Regions from separate parts of the Mus musculus genome. Here all the other regions are linked to region 1. Evidence: chromatin contacts called from public Hi-C, HiChIP or PLAC-seq and Micro-C data. All regions are on one chromosome and are shown on one strand. Each heading gives the region's core, a stretch centred on a gene start, on an enhancer-like site or on the middle of the called end of the contact. The rest is flanking DNA. Distances are from core to core; before and after follow the strand shown.

What was found. Hi-C and Micro-C count contacts between places; a contact is called where the count stands out from the background. HiChIP or PLAC-seq counts read pairs in DNA pulled down with a chosen protein or histone mark.
Region 2: an H3K4me3 HiChIP or PLAC-seq map of bone marrow-derived macrophages shows a contact between it and region 1, with 8 times the contacts expected there. The contact joins the enhancer-like site here to the promoter of Acad9 in region 1. A contact is called at or near these places in 4 of 39 promoter capture datasets (cranial neural crest, embryonic stem cells, hippocampal neurons and 1 more), 1 of 15 datasets of contacts at CTCF or cohesin (pro-B cells), 14 of 484 Hi-C or Micro-C datasets (the Ba/F3 cell line, the G1E-ER4 cell line, the N1E-115 cell line and 8 more) and 2 of 115 datasets of contacts at active chromatin or transcription factors (astrocytes and bone marrow-derived macrophages).
Region 3: a Micro-C map of trophoblast stem cells shows a contact between it and region 1, with 6 times the contacts expected there. The contact joins the enhancer-like site here to the promoter of Acad9 in region 1. A contact is called at or near these places in 5 of 39 promoter capture datasets (cranial neural crest, embryonic stem cells, hippocampal neurons and 2 more), 15 of 484 Hi-C or Micro-C datasets (the C2C12 cell line, the HL-1 cell line, LSK cells and 11 more), 1 of 115 datasets of contacts at active chromatin or transcription factors (astrocytes) and 4 of 9 other capture datasets (adipose tissue, liver, macrophages and 1 more).
Region 4: a Hi-C map of Th1 cells shows a contact between it and region 1, with 7 times the contacts expected there. The contact joins the enhancer-like site here to the promoter of Acad9 in region 1. A contact is called at or near these places in 19 of 39 promoter capture datasets (the 3T3-L1 cell line, 3T3-L1-derived adipocytes, the C10 cell line and 12 more), 6 of 15 datasets of contacts at CTCF or cohesin (the G1E-ER4 cell line, embryonic stem cells, hippocampal excitatory neurons and 3 more), 198 of 484 Hi-C or Micro-C datasets (the AML12 cell line, the AtT-20 cell line, B cells and 103 more), 19 of 115 datasets of contacts at active chromatin or transcription factors (the HPC-7 cell line, the NIH/3T3 cell line, PVALB interneurons and 15 more) and 5 of 9 other capture datasets (adipose tissue, embryonic stem cells, liver and 2 more).
Region 5: a contact with region 1 is called in an H3K27ac HiChIP or PLAC-seq map of double positive thymocytes, with 5 times the contacts expected there. The contact joins the enhancer-like site here to the promoter of Acad9 in region 1. A contact is called at or near these places in 3 of 39 promoter capture datasets (hematopoietic stem and progenitor cells, hippocampal neurons and neural stem cells), 2 of 484 Hi-C or Micro-C datasets (epidermal suprabasal cells and regulatory T cells), 4 of 115 datasets of contacts at active chromatin or transcription factors (double positive thymocytes, embryonic stem cells, memory CD8 T cells and 1 more) and 1 of 9 other capture datasets (adipose tissue).

Annotation. Positions count from the first base shown.
Region 1 is chr3:36,063,341-36,068,457 of GRCm38.p6, forward strand. Acad9 (acyl-Coenzyme A dehydrogenase family, member 9) reads left to right here and starts at 2,639. Exons shown (of 18, transcript NM_172678.4): 1 at 2,639-2,930. The coding sequence starts at 2,769.
Region 2 is chr3:36,492,503-36,497,619 of GRCm38.p6, forward strand. No RefSeq gene overlaps it. Among named protein-coding and RNA genes, the nearest start is that of Gm11548, 12 kb to the right of the region's middle. Within about 2 kb of position 3,074, at least 71 of the 459 cell types and tissues checked have an H3K27ac peak or open chromatin away from gene starts, as enhancers often do. A contact at or near this core is called in the Ba/F3 cell line, the N1E-115 cell line, bone marrow-derived macrophages and 3 more, where this site is marked.
Region 3 is chr3:36,447,130-36,452,246 of GRCm38.p6, forward strand. Anxa5 (annexin A5) reads right to left here. Exons shown (of 13, transcript NM_009673.2): 10 at 5,058-5,117; 11 at 3,509-3,567; 12 at 3,183-3,305; 13 at 1,794-2,277. The coding sequence ends at 2,215. Among named protein-coding and RNA genes, the nearest start is that of Mir7009, 26 kb to the right of the region's middle. Within about 2 kb of position 2,447, at least 126 of the 459 cell types and tissues checked have an H3K27ac peak or open chromatin away from gene starts, as enhancers often do. A contact at or near this core is called in the C2C12 cell line, the HL-1 cell line, LSK cells and 6 more, where this site is marked.
Region 4 is chr3:35,690,172-35,695,288 of GRCm38.p6, forward strand. No RefSeq gene overlaps it. Among named protein-coding and RNA genes, the nearest start is that of Gm6639, 27 kb to the left of the region's middle. Within about 2 kb of position 3,005, at least 45 of the 459 cell types and tissues checked have an H3K27ac peak or open chromatin away from gene starts, as enhancers often do. A contact at or near this core is called in B cells, CD8 T cells, the CH12 cell line and 15 more, where this site is marked.
Region 5 is chr3:35,718,230-35,723,346 of GRCm38.p6, forward strand. No RefSeq gene overlaps it. Among named protein-coding and RNA genes, the nearest start is that of Gm25696, 15 kb to the right of the region's middle. Within about 2 kb of position 2,857, at least 134 of the 459 cell types and tissues checked have an H3K27ac peak or open chromatin away from gene starts, as enhancers often do. A contact at or near this core is called in double positive thymocytes, embryonic stem cells, epidermal suprabasal cells and 3 more, where this site is marked.

The DNA of each region.
Region 1 (5,117 bases), core at 1,389-3,888:
GGGGGGAGGGGCTAATAGAGAAATCACATTTAGAGCTGAGTGTTCCAAGGTCTTTCTCTGCATAATATCTGGCTGTGCATCCCTGTGTTTATTCCCATATACTGCAGGAGGAAGTTTTTCTGATGATGGCTGAATAAGGCACTGATCTATGAGCTTGGCAGAATATCAGTAGGAGTCATTTTATTAGTACTGTGTTTTAAGATCTGTGGTATTTGATTTTACCATAGGTCTCTAGGCTATCTAGTCTCTGATTCTTGGGCAACCAAGCAGTGTTGGGTATGGGTTCTACCTCATAGAGTGGGCCTTGTTCAAATCAGACATTGGTTTGCTACTCCTACTAGTTTGTGCGACCATTGGCTTAGCATATTTTGCAAGGAAGATAACACTGTAGATCAAAGGTTTTGTGGCTATGTTGTTGTATGTGTTTCTCTTTTGGTAGCCTGCAGAGTAACTTTCCATACTCAAGACTTTAGAACATAGGGGTGAAGGTTCTATATTGGCATCCACTAGACCTCCCCAAGTGTGGGTGTTGTCTTCAGCAATGGACTCTTTTTGTCAGTTTGCAGAGAGCAAACTATTGTATTGGCAACAGCCTGGGGTGTTTGGAGCATTTCCATGGAAGCTCTTTGGCCAACAACTCAATTGGGTATAACCCAGGCTTGCTACTGGAAGCTCTGTTTGGTAACGAGAGATGGAGAGTTACCTCCCCATTTTTGGAGACATCATTAAAATCACTTTCATGTATTTTAGTTAGTTCCCACTACATTAGGTGATTTATTCCATGTTCTATTGCTGTGAAGAGACATTGTGATCAAGGTGACTCTTAAGAAAGAAAGCAACACTGGCAGGACACATTCGTGTGAACGGGACTCCTGGGTCACCTGGAGATCTCAGATCGATGGAACAGAGGCTACAGTACTGACGCTAACCTTTCAAGAGGCAGTCTGTGGGCTAGCAAGACGGCTTAGTGAGTGAAGTCGCTTGCCACAAAGCCTGGAGATCCGGGTCCAATACTTGAGAAGCTATCTTCTGACCTCCACACATGTGCCTAGTATACTCTTTCTCTTACACAGATAGATAGATAGATAGATAGATAGATAGATAGATAGATAGATAGATATTTTTTAAGAGGCAGTCTACTAAGATTCAGACTAAGTTAGGGCAAGTAGTTCCTTGGCTCCCATGACTAAAAGGTGGCCTCAATAGCCTGTGAGACACTGACTCAACTGATGCCATCTTAGAGACACCATTTTGACCTTAGAACTCAGTACATAGGCAACAACAATCTGCCAAAACCCTAACCTGCCAAAATAGGAACAAAGACCTAATTCATCAAAGACCTAGTTTATAGTGCCAGGACCTGGGAAAGTCCCTAAACATATTAACCTTGCTTTTTGGCTTCTGTAGTTTCACTTCTCGCTAACTGTTCTTACTTGCTTTTTGTGCATAAAAGGAAAAGAATAGTGAGGCTCTGGGCTACATAGTTTGGGAAGTTCCTTATGCAGTCCCCAGTGGGGCATAAATGCTTTCTATTGGTGTTAAAACTGCATGTATTTTCTGAAGGAGTCATCTTGTAACAGTTGATGCCACACTGGTTCCCTCAGGACAACCTGCCTAGAAATAAAGACAACAGACATATGAATAAACCCTGATGTGAGAGCTGGACCAGTTGGACCAGGCCCTGCCTTGGCTTACTTCCTCAACATAAGATTCATTTTAAAAAAAACAAACAAGGGCTGGAAAGATGGCTCAGCGGTTAAGAGCATTGACTGCTCTTCCAGAGGCCTTGAGTTCAATTCTCAGCAACCACATGGTGGCTCACAACCATCTGTAATGGGATTCATTGCCCTCTTCTGGTGTGTCTGTAGACAGCAATGGTATACTCACATACATAAAATAAATAAATCATAAAAAGAAACAAACAAACAAACATGGTGTTTATAGTTTCATAGGGTAGGTCACCGAGCCAAGGGAAATGCCTTGCCCTGGGAGTGGTGAAGAAAGCAAGTGTCTGAAGACTGTGGCCAATAGGGGCCAGACTAGGGGGGTGCACAACACAGGGAGTGGTAGATTCAAGAAAGGAGGAAACAGCATGCTCTTAGTGCTTCATGCAGTCTCCCATACAAAATGATACCACGCCACTCACATATTTAAGAGAATTAGGCAGAAGTGGGTTAGTAAAATAGGTCCCTTGTCATTTTGTTATACCCATTTAGCAATATTCTAAGTCCTACATTAAGTGAGATGAGAATAACAAAAGTTGTACTTCTAGGTTTATTTGATGAAATCTAATCTGCTCTTTAGAGGATGTGCTGAGAATAGCACACAGGCACAAGAGCTGTGTTTGGGAGCCTGGGTGGTAGTTTTGCAGCTTGACTTTTGAGTATTTTCGTTTTCTTACTGGCAAAAGTATAACAAGAAAGAACACACACACACACACACACACACACACACACACACACACACACACACACTTACTTCCTAGCCTGTTCGGATGAATTTTAAAAAACTACAATTTCTAAATTACATACTCAGACATTACATACAGCAATGCTTGGCGTAGGAGACATTTATTAAACATATTCTGGAACGACCTGTCCAATAGCCTCGCTCAAGGCGGCGCAGCCCTTGCGTCATCAGGAAGTGCGAGCTAGCTTCCGGTTGCAGCGGTGCAGGGTGAGACTTTGGATGCCCGGACGCGGGTGATTGGCGTCATTGGGAGGAGCGGCGGGGCTTCCAGCGACTTGAAGTCTGAAGTCAGGAGCAGCATGTCTGGCTGTGTGCTGCTCTCGCGTGGGGCGACTGCGGCGGCGGCTGCGGCGCGAGCTTCCCGGGTGCTGAGGGAATTCACGGCGAGGCGCCGCCCGCTGCACACCAGCCTGCAGAGCTGCTCGTTCGCCAAGGAGCTCTTCCTGGGCAACATCGAGCAGGTAGGAGGCGAGGCCGGACTGCCCGTGTCCTCTGCTCCCACCTTTCATTCTGGCCAGAGTTGCATGGAACGTTATCCGAGCCCGTAGAAGCCAAACATCCGAGAGGCTGGGCTCGGCGATGTGGCTTAAGTCGTGTCACAGTGGTTTTTGTTTTGGGGCAGGGTCTCATTCAGTAGTAGCCCAGGCTGTCTTTGGACTCGCTCTGTAGCTAGGCATGCCTTGAATACGTGGTCCTCTTGCCTCGGTCCTCAGAGTTGCCCATCCAGCTATTTCTTGTCTTGGAAGTTTGTCTCGTATTGTCTGACTTTATTAAAGTAGAAGTCAACACTTGGGCTGAGTGGCTGCCCTGGTGCAACGTTCAAAGCTAGAACTTTGAAGTGTGGGGACCCTTTTGCCCACATTCTGGCGCAGAGGGTGCCGAGGGACTTGGATTCTTGTGCTTTTCCAAGGCAGGAGGAAGAGCGCAGCCATCATGTATCCCCTTCAGTCTTTAAATCTACCCTTCATCACCCGTGAGCTTTGCTGCCAGTTTTCCATTTCTGTATTTAGTGAGAGTCCCAGTGGTCAGCTCTCCTCCAGATGGTATCTACTTTCTATACTGTTGTGAGCTGTATACCCCTAGCAAAGGCTGGCCTGGTGATTAGAACTCAGCTTTCTCACTATTCAAGGATAATTCTGCATCTTGGACCTGTGCCCTCAGGCTTTGGCCCAGTGGCCAGTGGTTTTCTCCACATTGCTCACTTCTCATTCCCATTCCTACCCCACCCACCATTAGTAACTAATGCAGATATGTACTTAATGTTTGTTCTGAATGCATGTTAGGCCTCAGGTTTCTGAAAAAAAAATTCTTTTCTTTGTATCTCTTTTGTTAGTTCCTTGGTTTCTCAACCTGTAGACCTTGGCCAGTGTCTCTGGTAGCCCAGTTGAAGTCAGAGGCAGTGTCGTTGTTGTTTGTGTTGTTTTGTTCTTCTTCTTTTTAATGTGGAGGTGGCAGGTGTATTGATTGCTTGCTTTTGAGACAGTCTCACTGAGACTTTCTGCCTCTGCCTTCCTTCATGAGAGCTAGATTGAAATTGTATGCCACACCTAGCAATGCTGAATTTTTCTAAAGTTTAAGCCTGTGGGCCTCTCTTTTTATTATGGTCAGCCCCTTGATGACCTAATTCAGTGCCCTAGCTTTAAATGACAACTCTATTCTTACGACTCAGATTTATTTTTTCAACTTGAGTTCTTCCCCTAACTCCAGACTTAGTCTACCTTTCTGCTCTATATCTCCTCTTAGATGTCTAATAAGCATCTTTAATAAGCATATATGATAACCTCTCCTGGATCCCACCCAGTTCTGCTTCTCCCAACAGCCCGTTTACAATAGATAATGGCTACTCTGTGATTCAACTTTTTCAATACATTCTCCAGTGACACCTTTGATTCGTCTTGTTCTCATTGAATCCTATAGTAAGTAAATCTTTGTTTATCTTCAAGTTACATTCATATCTGACCACTTCTAACTTCACTGCTACTTCCTGGATTGAGCAAACACCAGCTCTCGGAGCATTTCTGGGCCTTGACTAGGACAATGGCAGTGGTACTTAAGCGTCTGAGGGTAGAGAGTAGCCGAGTTATCCATGCCAGTGGCTGACATATACACTTACTTGGACCCGAGTCTGTCCCAGGGGCAAGTGGGAGGATGAATGGGTGAGGCTTGTGTGGCACTGGCAGACTTAGTTACAGCCCCTGGCTTATATAATTGGCTTCTGCAGTAGGATTACCTGAATAACAGGTTCTTTTGCTTTATCAGCTTAAAAGATGCTAATTGTTATTTCACTCCTCACCCACACGGCGCCTCATTCAGTTTTTGTCACTTTTAACTAGAGGATATTTTCCTTCTAGCCTCCAGTATCCACCCCCCCCCCCTGATATTTTTTGTTTTAGGTTTTTGGGTTTTGTTCTGTTTTGGAAGATTGTATTTGAGTTGTTGTTTTTGAGACTGGGTCGTGATGTGTAGTCTTGGCTGGCATGGAGCGTGCTATGTAGACCAGGCTGGCTTGAACTCACAGGAGTCCACTGGCCTCTGCCTTCCAAGTGCTGGGATTAAAGGTGTGCCTCATTGTGCCTGGACTCCTGAAGTCTTTACCCTTTTAAGTATGTCTGAATACCAGTTATTTGCCAGGTTGCCTGTTTTGCCTA
Region 2 (5,117 bases), core at 1,824-4,323, 430 kb after region 1:
CAGGCTTATCCCTCATCCTTTTCCCAATACATTATCCACACCTCTACAGACTCTCTCCTCTCAGAACACAAAACACAGTTTCATGAGGAAGCCTGTTCTAGCGGGCTTGGAATTCACTATTATTGGATTCTGCAACAACCTTTCAAAATGCTTAAAACTCTGCCTATACATATTAACGCTGGTCCCAAAGAGATCGGTACGTGACACTTCCATTAAACTGTACTTTTGAGTGGGGAAGCACAGGATACAACAATAAAGTAGTGGCTTCTAGGGACTGCACTCTATTGAAACATCAAAATGGAAACTGATTTCCTATCCCTTAAGTAATTCCCCGATTGAAAGCCATAGAGCATTACAGATGGGCGTTTCCAGACCAAAGGCATTTCTCCAAACCACAGTTCTCTTCCAGCCCCATCAGGAGAAGAACACAAACATATGCCTGGTGGGCAGCCTGCCCCAGGAGGAGCCCCACCACTTCACATTTTCCCTAACAACACAGAAAACAAGTATTCAACAGAGAAAGTGGATCCACGGAGGAAGGGCGCAGCACCAGACATCTCTAATTACTTACAGCTCAGAGGGAAACTCAAGACCATCATCTTAAAGCCCAGTGCTGAAGGCAGCAAGTCACCACAGAGAAGAAACATCAAACCAGCACATTGTCTTTGCAGGACAGGGTAATGCTTATCACTTTCGCTGGGTTCGCTGATAAGAGCGATACACGCAACCACTTTGCTTCAAGTCTAATAGTAGCGTATTATTTTTCTTTCCCCAAAGATAATCCTGGCAATAAAATAATGGGATGAGTGACTAATGACAGCTTGAATCTTATCTCAATAGGTCTCACAATTACCTTAGCAATGGAGAACTCTTGCAATCTATGGTCTATATTCTGGAACAGCCTTGGACATTTTTCATTCATTCAAAGGTCTCTTTATCTCCCTAAGAAAAGTACCCAGAAAACTGTCATTGCCCTGTTAGTGTTTCCATTGTACCAAACACTGGCCTCTTGTTCTCATATCGTCCCATGAACATTCTTCTGTGTATGTCTGTGTCACCTGCTGGATCACAAGTCTTCTGAGGATTTGAAGTGAATTTTATTCTCAATTCTCAGAGTCTCAAACACACAGGAAACAAATGTCTGTTCAGTACATGTTTGTCGAGAGTGGGGCTTTATTAATTAGATGTCCTTGTTTCAACTGTGGCACTTTACAAATAATTCATTTGTTTTCATCTCCATCCAGGAAGTTAATGATAGAGCCTCCTTCGCAGGGTTGTTGAGCGTGTTCTTAATGTTCAGTGTGCACTCACTGTTGCTATGGCCATTGTTGCTAGGCAGCACTGAGACATCATCACTCACAATGCTGGAAGAAGTGCTACCTGAGATCAGAGTCCTTTGTAAACAGAGCCTCTGAGAGAAAAGAACTCAGCCAGATCTATGTCATGGGGCATACAGTCAAGAGAATGATATCTCGGGGCTCTGTTATCCAGGAGTGAAGCTTGCACTGTGTGTGTTTTTGTATTTTAGGGTTTTGACTTTATTTAAGCTTCTTATGTGGGACAGAGAAGTTATTCTTATCATTGTCATTCGTCAAGAGGAGGAAAATGAGACAGAGGTTAAATGGCCAAAGATAATGTTCTCGTAGGTGAGTCACTGGCCACAGATGCCCTGAGTTTGCTTCAAGTTGTAACAGAACAAACAAACCACAGGACTGTCATTAAATGTTTCCTAGAGGCCTGGGTTAGACCCAATCAGGCTCTTTCCTGTTCCTGTGCCCACCTGCCCTCAGTCCACCACAACATCTATTCTATTTTCCCTTCCCAGGGAGATCCGTGCATCCCCTCCTGAGCCCTCCTTGTTATTTAGCCTTTCTGTGTGTGTGTGTGTGTGTGTGTGTGTGTGTGTGTGTGTGTGTGTGTGTATTAGTTATTTTAGCTTGGTGTTTTTGTGGGACTCCTAACAGAGGGAGCAGGGGTTGTTTATGATGCTTTTGCTGCCTTTAGAACCCCGTCCTCCTACTGCATTGCCCTGTCCAGTCTTATTATAAAGAGAGTTGCCTAGTCATATTATAACTTAATATGCCATGTTTGGTTGATATCCCTGGGAGGACTGCGCCATTCTGAAAGGTAATGGAGGAGGAGTGGATGAGAAGGAAAGAGGTGGCAGGGCAGGGGGCTGAGAGGAGAGGAGTGAGGGGACATTGTGGTTGGGATGTTATATATGAGAGAATAAATTAATAAAACAAAGTTTCCTGGGGTAGCACCCAATTCAGCCTGTGTTACTGCTGAGGGGCCAGGAACAGTGACTCACCAAACCATGTGCTTGTTAGGGTTTCCTCCAGCCACCAGCAGACGTGCTGGAATTACTTCTGTGAGGTACAGAATACAATTTCTTTTTAAAAAGACTATAAGCCAAACCATTATTAGATATTATACAGCCATAATAAAATACCAATGCATAAAATCTCCCCTAGCAGTTTCCATCAAAATTGTACTACATCCAGCTACAAAACAGAAGTGAGGGGGCCTCAATATATTATAGCCCACCGTTAGTCACAGATCATTTATTAAGTAGACAAAAAAATACCCAGGCGTTTTTAACTTTCATCAGAGTTGTGTGAGGGGAAACTGCTTGTGGCCCCAGACAAGGAGAAAGTACCCAGCCTCAATGCCAGTCCTGCCAAAGCTGACTATCTGGGAAGCTGCATTTTCTATTAGACAACCAGCAATGTCTGGAGACTTTCTTTCAGCTTACCCTGGACCCAAACCAAAGTGATCAATATTTCCATGTCAGAAGCTTAGCCCTGTGGTGGTGACCTCCATCTTGCTTCACAATATATTGGCAAAGTCAGGTTGGCCGGAAAATAGGCAGGTCAAGGGTGCCGAAAAGTAATGGTTTCGCTTTTAAAATCCTGAGCTAATGGCTAATTTAATATCCTGAGCTGAGCTACTTGTAATGCCTGTACCTCCTCCCTGGAGGTGGCACAGGACCAATAGCTAATGATTCCTTAGCTATCTTTTATTTAGTAATGACAACAGCAGCAATCATGGCTGGACATTTGCTAACTGCCTGATATGAATCACGTCAGCTTTGTGCTGTTATCCCAGGGCTGTGACCTCTCTTGGCTGGAGAAGCGCCTCAATTGATAGGAAGCAGGAAGCAGCGCCACCTGGCGGACTCTGTCTGAAGTGTGTAAGAGAATCAACTCACAGAAGTCTCACTTCAGTGTGTGCAAGGGACCTGAGTCGTCTTTCAGGCCTGCGCAGTTCTCTGATGGCTCCTGCCTGTTAGGTCTCAGAGAAACTCAGGACAAAAGGCTAACTGAAATGCCTATTTAGCTCGCAAAAGCGGATGCTAGTGGCCAGGCTCTCTCAGCATCTCTCAGTACCACCCCCTACCTCCCGCCCCAAACCTCTCCAGCCTCTGAGCATCATTGTTCTTGTTTCTATATAACCCACCCATTTTGACCTCTGGCTTTCTTGGTTACCCTTTGGACTCTTGGCCTCTTGGTTCTTCTTCTTCTCCTGGTCCCCTCTCTTGTCTCTCTCTCTCTCTCTCTTTCTTCTTCTTCTTCTTCTTCTTCTTCTTCTTCTTCTTCTTCTTCTTCTTCTTCTTCTTCTTCTTCTTCTTCTTCTTCTTCTTCCTCTCTTCTCTCCCTCCCATCTCTCCTCTCTGCTGGCCATGTTCCGTCCATCCGTACTCGTCCAGATGCCTCTGGCTCTTCTCTCCCTCCTATCTACAATAAAAACCTTCTCTCAACCATACCTAGAAGGGACCATGCCCGTGTTTTCATTCACTGCCCTCAAGGGATCTGCAAAAACAAACAAATTATAACGTTCTACTTCATGAATGCTCACATTTAGAGACTGCTCCCCGCGCGCCCAGATAGAATTAGATGTTCCGTTTTTCTCAAGGGGCAGGGGTATCCTTTAAGGAAAGACTTTTGGTCCCGGGCCTAATGTTGGGAACACTGCGTTACTTGGCAGCTTTGGTTGCCAGTGAAGAAGGCCAGTGCCAAGAAGAGCCGCTAAGACAGAGTTTAGTGACTTTCTCAGGCTTAGCCTTTCAGGTGGGTTTTGGCCTGGCAGAGAGACAAATTTTTTTAGCTGGGTCCTGGATCCCAGTAGGAAAGGCATTATTTATTGCTACTAAATAAGAGACTTTCCATACTAAGACTTTCTGCTTGAGTTAGTGGGTAGTCACTTCCAGCCGCCTGTCCTGGGTGAACATTGATGCCTACCCTTGTGCACGGAATTGCTAGAATAGTCCTCTGCCCAGGTTTGGAGACAGCCTGCTGTGGACAAAGCTGTTTCAGACCCAGGATTCAGGACTGAAGCGTTCACCAGGACGGAAGAGGCTCAGGCAGAGAAAGCCCGAAAGCCCGAAGCTGAACTGGCTTCTCAGACTTTTCTGAAGAGCTTTTGCGACTTTGGGGCCCACAGCTTTGCCACGTCTGCAAGAGACAGCGGCGAGATGCCGCCCCCAAGCGGCTTCATAGAGTCATGACTCAGATTCCTTTTATAACCTACCGCATCCCTGATGCATGATTCCCTGAAGACAAGTGGAGCTTCCTAACACACATACACACACACACACACACACACACACACACACACACACACGCCGTAACATGTAGGTAACAGCAGGAATCTAGCAGCGTCAAGTAGTTTATGGTTGTTTTAAAATCAGGAGTGAGGAAATTAATAATAAATAATTTCTCTAATGCCTGTCTAACCAAACTAGTCTAGAAAGGCAAAGTTGCTTATTCATAAGAAAAAAAACTGTTTCTTTTAACTTTAAAAGTAGAGAGAGCCTGGAATGGTGACCCACACCTTTAATCTCAGCACGTGAGAGGCAGAGCCAGGAGGATTTCTGAGTTTAAGGCCAGCTTGAGCTCCATAACAAGTTCCAGGTCAGTTAGGGATACACTGAAAACGTGTCCATAGAGAGGGGACGAGAGCCTGGGAGATACGTGGGTGAGACTGTTGCCACACAAGCTTAAGGGCACCAGGTCAGACTCCCAAAGCCTACACAAATGTCAGGTAGATGTGATGGCCCATCTGTAATTCCAGTGCTTAGAAGGCAGAGAAAGGAGTTCTCCAGCTAGCTAGACTGG
Region 3 (5,117 bases), core at 1,197-3,696, 380 kb after region 1:
TGAGATTTAACTGAATAGAGGAAGTTCAGAACTAATCTTATCTTTCTCCTCACGATTGCCCGGTTATCTTCACACACGTTATTTGTAAAAGGAACTGCACTGTTACACATCAAATTAAGACCTGCCCACTTTATGAAAGGCAAAGTCTCTAACTGTGATGTCATTTTAAGCAAAAGATTGGAAAGTTCCTAAGTGTCCATCCATGTTGGTTTCAATGTCCCGGCTTGGTTTTTATTTACCAGTCTATAAAGGCACCAATTCTGCAGAGCTTTGACAACTCTGGCAGGGGTGTAGCTCCGTGGTGGAATACTTGCTCATGATCTGCTAGGGTCAATTTCCAGACCCACCACCTCCTCCCCAAAGAGAGAGAAAGGGAGGGAGGGAGGGAGGGAGGGAGGGAGGGAGGGAGGGAGACATACAGAGGATGGTATCTGGAGATGAAGGTTAGCTTAGGCTATGTGGTATAAGCCTGTCTCTCCAAAGAAGAGATACATGTTCACTGCTCTCATTCAGATTAACTAATGAGTCTCTTTAAAAGTGATCTGAGAAGAACTACTGTTTTCACAGCAGGTTCACAGCAAGATGGAGCAGGGCGTTACAAACTGGAAAATACAGCACACGGTAAAGCATTTTCTTTTTCTGATTAGTTTCCTATTGTAGCCCAGGCTGGCCTGGAACTCGAAACATCCTCTTGCCTCAGCCTCCTCGATGTACGGATGACAGGTGTGGGCCAGCACAGTCAGCTCATCGCTCAGGAGCCGGCAAGTGTGTGTTGCACCGCTTATGTGATGGACTGGGCTCTGCGTCTATGGAGCTTGGGCGGGAGTGTGTGTGTGTGTGTGTGTGTGTGTGTGTGTGTGTGTGTGTGTGTGTGTTTATGGGTGGGTGGGGTGTCCAACTTCACATTACCACACACACAATTTTTACAGTTTCCTTGGTTATTTTGTAGAACAGTGAGGTCTGTGAAAAGATCGCTGTCATTATTTAATAAGGATATTAACATTTTACTTAGGAAAAAAAGTAGCCGTGAGTATATAGCATATGTACAAATGTCAAGGTAACTCCACTTCAAGGCACCCAAAGGTGGGAAACAGGAAGGCAAGGCTGAAGAAATGGCTTCCTAAAGAGTACTGTCTGTGTTATCTGTGATGAGACAGACGTGTGGTGCCTGAGCACAGGTAACCAGCCTCGTGGCAGAACATGGATTAGAATAAATGGGTTATCTTAGGTTATGAGCCATTAGGTTATTTCTGGGACTATGGGACTGGAGGAAGAAACTTCTACAATTATCTCAAGGAGGAGGAGGAGAAGGTAAAGAGCAGAGTTACAAGCAAACTCGAACACACTGAAATTTTAGGTTGTGCAAAATTTACTCTTTCTGCTGCTAGTAGAAGCTCCATAGTATTGTCCTAGCTGGTGAGGAAATAAATCTCTTCTCTTCACCTCCCCTCCTCCCACCAGGGGACCCTCCCCTCCCCAGCTTTCATCCCACCAGGAAACTGTTTTACACACACACACACACACACACACACACACACAGAGGAACACATGCACCTCCACCCCACCCCACCCCCTTCCTCCATCCACACCCTACCCCCACCTCCCATCCCCCACCCCCCATTCTCTCTCCATCCTTTACCTCACCGCATTAGGAAGTTCAGTCTGCGATACTGCATGTTTTAGTACCCCAAGACCAACTATAGTTTTAGCTTTAACTAATACTACTGTCAAGTGCCTGCTTTCAAAGGGATATCATTGTTAAATAAGCTTTCTAAACACAAACCTACACAGGATTTGGAGGGAAGGGAATGTTTTTATTTGTCGCCAATGTTTTGGATACTACCATCATAATTTTGCAGGTCTGCTAGAGCAGTAAGCTTGATTGACAGCATTTCCAAGAGTTCACAATTTCACCGCTAAGGTTCCAATCAAGATAATAGGGTTATTAACTTAATATAAATGAAGCTTTAAAAAAGGATATAAAAAGCAATTCATAGACAATATTAATAACTCAGACATTGGACTGAGAGATATGGGAAGGTCACTACCTACTGTAGACAGAACATCAGAAGGGCGGGACACTGCTTTCATCTAAGACACCTTTGGTCATTAGCATACTAGTGTAAGGCAGCGCGGCAGGCACAGAATGCAAGCAAGTGTGGTGCTGAGGAAAGCTGATGGTGGGCAGCAGGCACAGGGCGCTCCAGGCGGCTCTCAGTCATCCTCGCCCCCGCAGAGCAGCAGCAGGGCCTTCTTATAGTCTCCAGATGTGTCGCCCTGGAACCCAAACACACTCTGTCAACTCCATGACTCACAAAAGCCACAGGAAATAAAAAGATGAGGAAATGGCTGAGGGTGACTATCGTTCCTGTGACTTTTCTCCCCACTGGGCAACTTCTCTGCATGACTCTCACAACAGGAATGTTACACAGGGAAATTCCTACCAATACCGCTCAGTTTAACTTTCTAATTTTACCCCTCGAGGGCTGTTCTCTTAATGGAGTGGACTGTGTTCTTCCATGGAGAAGCAGAGAAGCCGTTCCAAGTATGTTAAATCATCATGCCTTCAAACAGACGCCCAGTTTCTCTCGGGTAACAAAGGCATGCAGGGCCTCTCAGGGGCTGTGGCTTTGCCTCGGACATGGGCATAGGGCATGCCTTCCTTGGGCTCCCCTCATGCCGCTTATGTGTGAAATGCTAGTGTCTTAAGTGCACAGACTCGCTGGCAACCCTCAACCCAAGCTCCACACACCACACACATTAAATCCAACGCTTTTGCTCAACTGAAACCTCTCTCTACACGTGGTCCACAAGGAAAGATGTCAAGAGACTTCCTTTCAGCCACACTTCAAGGTCACAGGGGTCTCTTGCTGCAGCTATGACCTGACACCAGGGGCACAGTGACCACAGACAAGGAAGAAAGAAACACTGACGAGAGGGAGGAGCTAACAAAGGCAGCTGATACTGATGGATACACAAGCACACATTCTAAAAACGGACAAAGCCTTGGGTCGGTTGAGCCTTGGCCGGGGCTGTAACCCAGCTCCCCCTTTATCCTTCTTTAGAACCCCTCTAATCCTATGACTAATATTTTAACTTAGCACGGGAACTGGATTCTTCCATCCATTTCCTTCATGCTGCCCGATCTGGCTCTGTGTTTCTAATGTAAACCAAAGTTCTACCTTGATCATAGAATACAGGGAGGTGGCGAAGTTCTTCCTAAACTCCTTCCTTATGTTAAACAGGTCAATCTCACTCCTCGACACCACGACTCTGATGAGGGTGTGATCGTCCGTCCCAGCACCCTTTAAAGGAGAAAAGAGTGCAGGTGTTAAAAGTCTTCACATACAGCACCAAATGCCCCTGGTTTGAGGTAAATCATTGAAGTCTGGTAACGTAGAAGAAACAGGCTACACATCGGAAAGAGACATGCATCCCCAGGCTGTCACATGAAGCATAGTCAGAGCTAGAGAAGGCTGCATTTATTAGATGCAGGGTGTCTACTCACCTTCATGGCATAGTAGAGGGTCTCTGCAAGGTAGGCAGGTATGCTCCGAATAGACTTCACTAAGAAAACACATAGTACAACTGTCAAAAGCTATTCGGACATGAAGAATGATGTAATCAAAATGCAAACACTGTCTCCTGTTCTTAGCTCTGCTTCTAAGTGTAAAAGTGAGGTGCCCTGCAGAGGGGCATCTGCAAGCTGCTGGGGTTCCCTCCGCAGCTGTCTTCTGACTCTCTAGCTTGGCTCTCTTCAGAGGACTGTGCGGGTCCAGAAAGGCCCTGGAAAAGAGGCTCTTCTCTGTGCCCCTTTGTTCTCTGCGGTCTTTGTTGGCACCTGGGTGGTGATAATGCCACAGCTTTCACCACCGATAAATTATATAAGTAGCTTGGAAGTTTCTGTTCCAAGATATCTGATCAAATGATACAAGAATACTACTCTAATCTCTGGAAACATTTGGACTGACTTTCTGTAACCTCTCCGGAATCTCTGAGCTAAATCTCACAATTCACACAAGCAGCCTGGATGTATCCTTTGCAGTTCAAACACTTAACCTATGGCAGCTCACCCCACCACATCACAGCTGACATAGGTTAAGGGCGTGCAGACCAGAGTCACTCAGCAAACGACACCTAGCACACAAAAACTCTGTAGGCTATAAAACTGACAATCCTTGAGCTCTGAAACTTCTCGGTTCTTCCTTTTCAAAGATTACAAAAAGCAGCTTCTCAGGCAGATTGAGAAATGATCATCTGGCTAGAAAAACAAATGTGTGTGTTTGGTATGAAAGAAGGTGGGTGTTTTCAGGTTAAATAATTTGGAGTTTTAATTAAGTGCTCATAACAACGGTGACGTTCTTGTGTGTCTTCATCATGAAAGAGCCAAGTGTCTAACTCATTGACTGTGTGCTCAGATGAAAGGCTACTTTTTAAAGTTGGTTCTTGCACAAATGCTCAGAATAGACAGAGGCAGCCTTCAGACCATGTGAGTCCAGGACCTGGGCCTGCAGGATCTGGAGAGCATCTAAAAACTATAACCACCTGCAAATTCACTTCTCCAGTCATTCTGAGCACTTAATCGAAACTCCAAATTATTTAACCTGGGGAAAAAAAACCTCTTCCCATATTCTGTCACATCAAAGACCCGGATTTATCTCTAGCCAGATAATAACTTCTTAGTCAGTATAATGAGCTGTGAGAAGAGTATTCAAAGCATTCTAAAGCCCTGTGGGTATTGAAGACAAGCCACGCTTGCAAACCTCTATGATGGTGTCTAAGACATCAGAGGGCCATAGTATTATTCTTAATGTGGCTTTAAGACGATTCCTACTAATGTTCTTAGTGCTTCCATATAATCCGGTAAATAACCAGATAACCATGTATTCAGAACACCAACACGGACTTCCCAAAGGAAAACTCAGGAGTTTGCTCCCTCCACTGCTATGTCATTCTCCTACTTTCCATGAAGAAACACGGTTATGTTCAGATTTAGCCTCAAGTGGATGAAAGCAACTCGTATAAGAATAAATATTACACACTGTGAATTCACCTACCGACAGCCAGGAGCAGCTGCTCCAAGTTCCCCGAGGTCTCTCGATCAATGGTTTCCTCAA
Region 4 (5,117 bases), core at 1,755-4,254, 370 kb before region 1:
ACATAATTAGCCTCTGTGGCCTACTTTCTGTGTGTGTGTGTGTGTGTGTGTGTGTGTGTGTGTGTGTGTGTGTGTTTACGCGCATGCGTGAGGGGGCATCCCTGTCTTTCTGTTGTCCCCACTGAGAGGTTACCTTTCACTTCCTCCTCCAAAGGATCCCACCACCACCCCCTCCCCATCCTCTCTCTTGTATGAGACTTGTTGGTTGGTGTGATTTCTGCAGCATTCCATGGCCCCTATCTGCCAAGGAATTTTTCCAAGGCTAAACCCTAACACTGATACCTTGGCTCAGAAGGTGCCTGTACTCCCGCTAGCTCAGGGTTTGAGCCACACCAGGACCCTAGCTACAGGTGTCACCTGCAACAGACCCACTTTCTAGCCCACTGATTGATTGGCCCTCCATCCATCACCAGAAAATTTTGGGTATTTCTAGCTAGAGTAAATAGAATTAAAGTTAAACTTTAAGAAACTAAATTTCTTTTATCCAGATGATACTGAATAATTAGAATATATATACACGTGTAGACACATAAGTGTACACAGAGAGACAGTGAAAACCCTTGACTCTTTTAAATACTAGTTTTGAATAAGGGAGAGGTTTAGGGTAAGCAAACAGTGATAACACCAACAAATACATGCTTAAACAAAAGGACATAAAATCTTCATGTGTAACCTCACTAAAACCAAGATTAGTATCATTTTATCATTAGAAATATACCAGATAAGATATTAATTATCATGAGCATGTTTTTTAAAACTCTAATTCCAAAAGAGACATGAAAAAGGAAGAAAACTGTTTAGTTACTTGGGCTTCTCAGTTGCCAATGAGTATCATCCGGCATTGTCAAAGTCCACGAGGATGTGCTCACAGATGGCGTGAGATCTCACCACCTCAAGTTTCACAGTATGGAAGGGAGTTAGAAGTACCTGGGTACAGTCCTGACCTTTTCATCAGAGTGCAGTCCTTAACATAATTTCTTTCTGTTGTGTGATGAATGAAATAGTCTTTGAAGACAAATTACTTGATAAATGAGGCAGTGTTTGTAGACAAAGGCTATGCTGTGGCCACTGCCTGAGGTGTGTAGCCAACCTTGATGATCAGTCCATATACACATGCCCACAGGCCTTTCAGCAACCATAATGGAAAGAGTGTTCATCTCTTAGGAGTCACAAATACATTGTTTTTGTGACAAGAGCTCACTGTGTAGCCCTGGCTGATCTGGAATCCATCGTAGAGATCTGACTGGCCTTGAACTCAAAGATCTGCTTGCCTCTGCCTCTAAAAGTGTGTGTGTTCCACCAGGCCCTGCCACAATCAATAAAAACAAAAACTAATATAGTGTTTGATTATAGAAAGTAGTGTTTCTCTTTGAAGAGCCTACTTTAAAGCTCTTCTACCTGGGCTTCTGTCTTTAGTTTTACAAGATGATGATTTTAAGGAGAGTACCCAAATCTCTGTTCACATGTCCCCAAATCATGTTCACATTCCCCTCTGCCTATCATGGTCATAAGGAGACCTAGTAAGGCTGAGGAGTATTGAAGAGTCTGAGGACTCCCCAAACCTAAGTCACTCTCAAGCAGTATTAAACCAAATAAATTTATATTGAAGACAAAATAAATAAATAAATAAATAAATAAATAAAGGATTCATGACACATTAACTGTAGGAGGAAAATAATTTAAATGTGTTCTGTGCACAAAACACAGAAGGGCACATTGAGACTCTTGACGATGTCAGACTTTATTAAATAATGATAAATTCACAAGCTATGTTGCTTTTGCTGGCTACGGTTTACCTGGGTGTCCCAGTTTCCCTTGATAGCAGACTATTGGCAACACACATTACTTTATTCCGGTCTTAATCACTAACATCAACTCTCAGATCTGACATTGTACTTCAGACTCACAAGTGTGCATACATGTGTATGTGCATGTGTGTGTCTGTATGCATGTAAATTGCAGAATGGCTACTAATGGGTTAATGAAGTGGTATAGTTCAAAGAGGGCTTTACAAAAAAATTGGTACAGATGCAGGTACTGCAGGTAGTTTTAAAATCCAGTTGGAGAGCAAGCCGGTGGCACTGAGCTGAATCATGGGACCACAAGGTAGGGCAGAAACGCAGGACGACAGTGGTGAAGACCTGGTCCATAGGTATAGACAGACAGACCAACAGATGGCAACTCATAAGGGATGTTTCAAGAAGTAAGGAGCTTGCTGGGCTGAAGCTCAAGAAGTCTCTGCCCCCATACCAGACAAGTGGATGACCGTTGCTGGGACTGTCATCATCATGGTATTGAGTGTCTGTTAGTGGGGTCTAGGTAAGGAGATCTCACCCTTCCTTGGCCTGTGTGTTTGAGGGTTTCTTGGGTCTGGATTTTTCTGTTGTGGTTTCAAATCTACTTTGATAAGTTTATAATTGGTACCTTTTTTAAGAATCAGTTATCTGCGGGGCCTAGCAAACACATAAGTGGATGCTCACAGTCAGCTATTGGATGGATCACAGGGCCCCCAATGGAGGAGCTAGAGAAAATACCCAAGGAGCTAAAGGGATCTGCAACCCTATAGGTGGAACAACATTATGAATTAACCAGTAACCCGGAGCTCTTGACTCTAGCTGCATATGTATCAAAAGATGGCCTAGTCAGCCATCACTGCAAAGAGAGGCCCATTGGACTTGCAAACTTTATATGCCCCAGTACAGGGGAACACCAGGGCCAAAAAGGGGGAGTGGGTGGGTAGGGGAGTGGGGGGGAGGGTATGGGGGACTTTTGGGATAGCATTGGAATGAGGAAAATACCTAATAAAAAAATTAAAAAAAAAAAGAATCAGTTATCTGGCAGTCTGTGCTTCCGGTGGTATCTACGTGGACAGTCATGTTGCCTCTGAATTTGCTGCTTTGTAAAATGGAGTCACCCAGGGCACAGCTTTCACATAACAGAGGAGAGCACAGCCTGAACCTCTAGCGAGAGCACGTGATTTAAAAGAATCCACATGAGTACAGTGCCCTCAGAGGCCAGAAGAGGGTGCCATAGTCCCTGGAGCTGGGTAGAATTATAGGTATCAGACATGAATGCTAGAAACTGAACTCACGTTCTCTGGAAGAACAGGAAGTTCTCTTAACTGCTGAGCCATCTCTCCAGCCCTTGCTTTCCTGTTTTCATTGATAGGCTTACGTTAAGCAAGCCTTTGCTCACTATGCCTGTCTTTTCCCATGATACATCTGCTATTAATCATGTGCATGCCCGATCATGTATAAGCATACGATGGTAAGTAGATGTTCTTCCTACAAGTTCACACACAGGACACACTTTACCTCTCTGGGAGTCATCGGAGACCGGCTGGATCGATCAATCCACTGTTCCCAGATGTGCTTACTGTCTTTTGAGCCCTCATCTGTCTCTCCGCCCTTGAGCTTACATTTCCATTGAGATACCCTTGATGAAATCACCAACTCTGCTTCATAAATTGGCAAATCTTAAAGTTCTTTCAGCGACTGAGTTAAGGTTCATAAAAGTCCCAAGGGTGCTAAAGGTGACGTGTGTCCTCGTCTTCCCGCCTCCGGTGACGTCATCGCTAAGACTCTTGAAGTGTGATTCCTGTGAATAGTCTACACCTGTACTTCCGGCTGTGTCTTACTTTCGTCGGAGCAACACTCTTTCTTTCAGGCCTCTGTGTAAGCCTGTATGAAAACAATTAACAAAATCTCTGCTCCAACAGTCCTGAAATTCTTGCTATTGAAGTCCCATTTCCGCCTGACATCTTGGTCCTTAAACATCTTGGGTAGCTAGCTGCTCAGGCTAGGATGGCGGTGTAGAGCTTTGTCTCTGACCCCTCACTACTGGCACCTCCCACCCCGGTTGTCTTCAGGAGGATGTCATGAGCTAACTTAGTAAAAGGCCTGGGGAAAGCATAAATAGCCCTGGTCAAGGTAGGGTCCTGCAGATCACTGACCTGCAAATCATTGTCTCCTGCAAGGACAAGGTGCAAACCAGTTTCTAGCGACAAGTGCCCCTCTGGTTAGCTACAGGCTTGAAACTTTTTCTTCTGGTAGTATGAGATTCCCGAGAGCATCCCGATTTTAGGGGTGGTCACTCTGTCATAATTTGATAGCCAAAGTAAGGAACAAAAGAATCCTTTAGATCCTTTGTCAGTCCATTTATAAAATTCCTGGAATGTGCCACTTCGGCATGAGTGTTGTTTGGAGTGGAAGGTATTTGAAAAGCAGCAGATGCTGAAGGAAAGGAATCCCCTTCATTCCCTTCTCCTTGCATACAGGAGAATAAAAAAAAAAAAAAAACCTACACTGAAGACTAGGCAAAAAAGAATGCCTCTCAATGGGGAGGCACAACAAACAGGATTCTGTACAAACAAACCCTGCTAAAACAATTCCTATTTTCCTTTAGCCTCCTACAGAATTTACTTCTCTGTACTCGTGTCTCTGTTCAACTTAATATAAAAGCATTCGAACGTCACCCCTTCCCTGATGTTTAGTTCTCAGTCGGAGCTCCCCAGTCCACAAAACTAAGATTAAATACTTATGTTCTCCTCTTACTTTTTTCATGTGTCAAATTAGTTCTTGAGCCCAGCAGGGAAGCATGAGAAGGCAGTGATAAAATTCTGCTTTTCCGACTCAAAACATTATTTGAATTCATCCCATTATGTGTTGCCTCAAAGACATACAGTTAAAAAAAAATTGAAACACTGAAATTAATGACTGATATATTTAATTTTGAGATTTATTTTTTAATAATGTGTATGTGGGGGAGGATGTGGTGGTGCCCATGATGGGTAGTAGCATCAGACCTTCCTGGGGCTTACAGATGGTGTGGGTGCTGGGAACTGAATTCCTACCCTCTACAACAACAGTATACAGTTTACTGCTGAGCCCACTCTCTGGTGGCATATAGGCTGATTTCTGATTAAGCAAATAAAGTAACCACATACTTTCCTTCTTATTTAAATCCTGACAATACCACTAAATGAAGAAAAATGAATATCTGTAGGAAGGAAGAAAATGCTGGGAAGATAGATGACTTAGATGATGGGAAAGAGGATCTAAGTTCAAGCTCCCAGAAGCCACTTGGAAAAGCCCTGTATGGCAGCACACACTGTAACC
Region 5 (5,117 bases), core at 1,607-4,106, 340 kb before region 1:
ACAGATCAACAGAATCAACTAATCTCTACCCTTGGGGGTTCTCAGAGACTGAACCACCAGCTAAAGAGCATTCAACCAAAGAGCTGGACCTAGGCTCCCCACACATATATAGCAGGTGTGCAGCTTGATCTTCATGTGGGTCCCAAAGAACTGGAGTGGGATCTATCCCTAAAGCTGTTGCTTGTCTGTGTAATTTGTTCCCCTAACTCAGTCTACTGCCTTGTCTGGCCTCAGTGGGAGAAGAAGCACCTAGCCTTGCAGAGACTTGATGTGCCAAGAGGGGAGGAGAGGGGGCGGGTGTACCCAGGAGGGCCCTCCACTCTCTCAGAGAAGGGGAGGGGGTGATGGAAAGGATTGTGGGAGGGAAGGACCAGGAGGAAAGACAGAGAATCTTCCGGTACATCTACTTAGACCCTTCTGGCTTTTAGAGTCTCCATTGAGAAGTCAGTGGTAATTCTAATAGATCTGCTTTTGTATGTTGCTTGGCTTTCTTTCCCTAGAGGCTTTTAATATTACTTCTTTTTTCTGTAAATTTAGTGTTTTGATTATTATGTAGTGATGGAACATTTTTTTTTCTGGTCCTATCTACTTGGTATTCTATATAATGCTTGTACCTTTATAGGCATCTCATTCTTGAAGTTAGGAAAAAAATTTTTCTATGATTTTTGTTGAAAATATTTTTTGGGTCTTTAGGCTGGGTTTCTTCTTCCTTTCCTCTGCTTATTTTTAGGTTTGGTCTTTTCATAGTGTCTCAGATTTCCTAGATGTTTTTATCAGGAGTTTTTTTGATTTAACATTTTCTTTGCCAAATGTTTCTTCTACTGTGTCTTCAACACCTGAGATTCTCGCTTCCATTTCTTACATTCTGTTGGTGATGCTCGCATCTGTAGTTCCTGCTCACTTGCCTAGGTTTTATATCTCCAGGATTCCCTTAGTTTGTGTTTTTTTTTTTTATTGCTTTCATTTCCATTTTCAGGTCTTGAACAGTTTTATTTGTTTCCTTCACCTGTTTGTATTTTCTTGGGTTTCCTTTAAGGAATTTACTCATTCCTTCCCAGTGTTTGTATTTTTTAGGATTTTTAAAAGGCATTTATTCATTTTCTCTTTATGGATCTCTATCATCATCATCATCATATATTTGATTTTAAACTTGTTTCCTGTGCTTCAGTTATGTTGGAATATTCACTGCCAATGGAGACGTGGCTATTGCCATGCCCCTGGCTGTTGTTGAGTGTGTTCTTATGCTAGTGTGTCAACATCTGGGTTTTTGGTGATTATAGGTCTAGATGCTGTTTTCTGGATTTGTCTTTTATGTCTGGGTATTGTGTTCCTTGGTTTCTGTTTCCTCTTTGGATTTTCAGGGAGTGTGATGGCTGCATGTTGCCTGTTTTCCTGACCTGCTCTGCTTGTATGTTCACAGGGAATGCACACCGGTGTTGGAGGCTGGGATACTAAGATGAGGTTTGGGGGTGGGGGTTAGGAGGGAGTGGTCAGTGGAATCTACAGGAAATGGGGGAAGGAGGAAGGGAGCTTCAGCTAGTGAACTGTTGCAGGGTTTGGGATTGGGTCTCGGGGAACAGAGGGAGAGGAGAAGAACTTCTGGGTCCACCCCTTGGTGTTTATCTTGCTTCTCATATTGGAAAACAGCACTGAAACAATTAGTAAAGACGTAAACAACTTGAGGCTAGGGTTGTAGTTCAGTCGGCAAAGAGCTTGCGTAGAGTGCAGGAAGTCCTGAGTCTAATCTTCAGAACCACGTGTGACTGAGCAACGTGGTGTATGCTTGTAATTGCTGCAGGAGAGTCAGAAGTTCAAGGTCAGCTACACAGTCAGTGTGAGGCCACTTTGAGCTGGCCTCAACTTATTGAGACCCTGTCTTACTCGCACATACTAAGCCCAACTATATTCAATGGTATTTTCAAATAATGTGATCCATCAAGTTTAAAAAAAAAAAAAGCCAACAACATAGGGTCTAGTAGGCTTGAAGGGAATATTCTGTTCTACTAGATCTATGGTAACCAACTAGTACCAGCCCTGTGTCTGTAGCTCTTTTTCTGCAGTATTGTTACTTAAATGCCCCACACCTTCTAAATGTCTGGAGCACTCCAGCAGATTCAGCAACTACAAAGTCTCCAGTTTCAAATACCCCAGAGGGAGTACTGGCCCTTCCCAAAAAGCAATTCCGAGTTTGTTAAGACCCTGTGATCATAGGTAATTTCGTGTTATAGTCATAGACTCTCACACAAATGTGTCACTATGAGTCCATGGTATTAGAGATGGCCCCAGAATTCTACTTTCTAAGTACGTTCTCCCATACTCTATTGCCCTTATAAGTATGAGCTTCTATGCCTGCAGTTCCCGAGGCCCTGCACTCTTTAGAAGTGTCTTTAGCGATGGAGTTCTAGATCAGAGAGTGCTACCCTACATCACTCAGCAGCCCACCCAGTCCTGACTCCACCCTTTTTAAAAATTCTTTCTATAGACCCAAAAAGGAGTACTTCCGGGAACTGGAAGTGCCAGGAAAGGAGGAGTTATAGGACTTTGCAGAGCAAATGACTGATAAAAGGGAAGGCAGAAACCTTGGGTGGGGCTGTCATCCCCACCACTACTGGTAGTGGCTAGTTTTTCCAGGGCAAAAGTCACCTGCCTTAAAGGAAAATTGTGGAAAGGGAGAGGCTGAAGAGCCTGTATCAGGAGGCCAGTGCTGCTTCTAAAACAGGTTTCTCCAGTTCTGCTTCTGAAAAGCTAGCTGGGTCTGTAGTGAGCTTTAAGGGTAGATTTCCTCCTGACTGCGCTTCTGACTCATTACAGGTCTTTCTTCTTGTTGAGCTGAATTTGTTACTCAGAGAGGTAAACCACACCCACCGAACTTGCGACTTCTCCCTGACCAGGGTGGGGGAGCTTCCTGAGACAAGAGTACACATCACACAGCACATTGTGAAATTGACTTCACCCTCAATTAAGTCTGTACTTTGACTCTATAAGTGACGCTGGTTTTGCCATATATGTCATCTGTGATGGAACTGCCTTCTGTTGTCCTTGTCATCAGTACTCAACACATTTCAGTAAGAGTTACGTGGCTAAGGCAGACTGGATCCTTTCTTTCTTTCTTTCTTTCTTTCTTTCTTTCTTTCTTTCTTTCTTTCTTTCTTTCTTCCTTCCTTCCTTCCTTCCTTCCTTCCTTCCTTCCTTCCTTTCTTTCTTTCTTCCTTCCTTTCTTCCTTCCTTCCTGCCTCTCTCTTCTTCCTTCCTTTCTTTCTTTCTTTCTTTCTTTCTTTCTTTCTTTCTTTCTTTCTTTCTTTCTTTCCTTCCTTCCTTCCTTCCTTCCTTCTCTTTTTCTTTCTTTTGTACCTCCCTAGCACAAACATCAGTTTACAGTTTACAGCAATGCAATCTCCTGTGACACCTCATGGGGAAAAAAGCAGTCTGGCTGTCCAACAGTAATATGATTCCCCGAGTCAGGTAAATGGAGTAGGCCCCACTCCCACCCCTGCACCCCATATCTGTGCTGAAAAAAAAAAAGTCACCAGCTCCCTGGCTCCTCTCCAGGCTCCTCACATCTGCACTTTCTCTTTCCCATTCTCTGCCAAGCTGGGACTGAAGGTCCTGCCCTGCTCTCCATCTACATTCTCCACCCTGTCCGCCTTGTCTCCTTCCTTATTCTATGGAACCAACGCACACCTCTCTCCTTTGTCTACCTTTTCAAACTCAGAAATAAAACAAAAGGCCTAGGCAAAGCTGTTCCATTAACATTTTACCCAGCTTCTTCTTCTTGGTCTCCACCCACAGCTTCTTCCTCTATGTCACCCTCACTTCAAAGGGAACCTGTTTCCACTTGCAGAGTTCTGGCAGACCTGCAGTGTGCACCAGAAGACAACCATTTTGTTGCAGCTGTCTTTACCTTGGTGGCCCTCCTATTGGAAAGGTTCTCTATCTCTCAATTCTAATGGATATTTCTTATCAAAATTTCCACCCATTCCCCTTGGTCCTCACCCATTTCCTCTCCACATCCACTGTGACAAAAATGGCACCTACATCTGAGTCTTCCAGCTGCTTGACATTATAACAGCTGTACTAACTCACTGGCCTGTTCCAAACGGATCACTTGGCCTCCTGAGCCACTAAGCGTTCAGACTAGATGTCTAACAGAGGCCTGGTTTGGTTTTTGTTTTTGTTTTCCCCTTATTTGGTTGCTCTAAATTGTTCTGTCTGTCATTTCACTGTTGTACACCTGAACACACACACTCTTTGATTGACACTCTGATCCATTTTGGCTACACATTTATACGTCAGAACTTAGATCCTGAATTCCCTACTGGGCTTTTTTATTCTACATTTCACTATCTCCTGATATTTCCATTTGACTTTCCTGTTATCATCTCAAACTCTCATCCCTGTTATAATACTCAACACCTTCTTTAAGTTTTACTAACATATATATAATTATTATTAACAGCATACATGTTGTTATGAAATTCATATAATAAATTTCATTATATTTTATAAGTACATATTATATATTTTACTCATATTTACCCCCATTGCCTTCTCTTGGGAGGGAGCTCCCAATACTTCCGATCTTTTTCTACTTCCCAACTTGTGTGTATGTGTGTGTGTTTGTGTGTGTGTGCACGCACATGTGCTTGCACACACATCTGCATGTGATGAGCGTTGCTTATATGAGCATCTGTTATGGGTTGTTTACAGTGGCACAGACATCAGTAGGTACACCTCTTAAAAGTACATCACATCCTACCCAACAAAGGCGTGGCCTCTTAAGCTCCTCCCTCGGATCCACTGTTAATTAAATGGCACTTTTTCTCACTCACAGAGTTTGCTTTGCTGTCCATACTGACCCCAAACTCTGGACCTCAGGGGATCTTCCCGCTCGAGCCTCCCGAGCATCTGGGATTACATCATAGGCCCTTGGTCCCTGCTCCCAAGCTCTCTTTCTCTTTCCAACATTCTTCTCTTTTCTTTTCCTTCTGTTCTATTTCCATGGAAATAGTTTTCTGCACTCCATTTGCCATTGTATTAATCTTCATAAAACCCTGCTCCTAATCATGCATTGCCTATGTTAATCAGACATTTAATTACACAGGCTGGGTTGTAGGTCA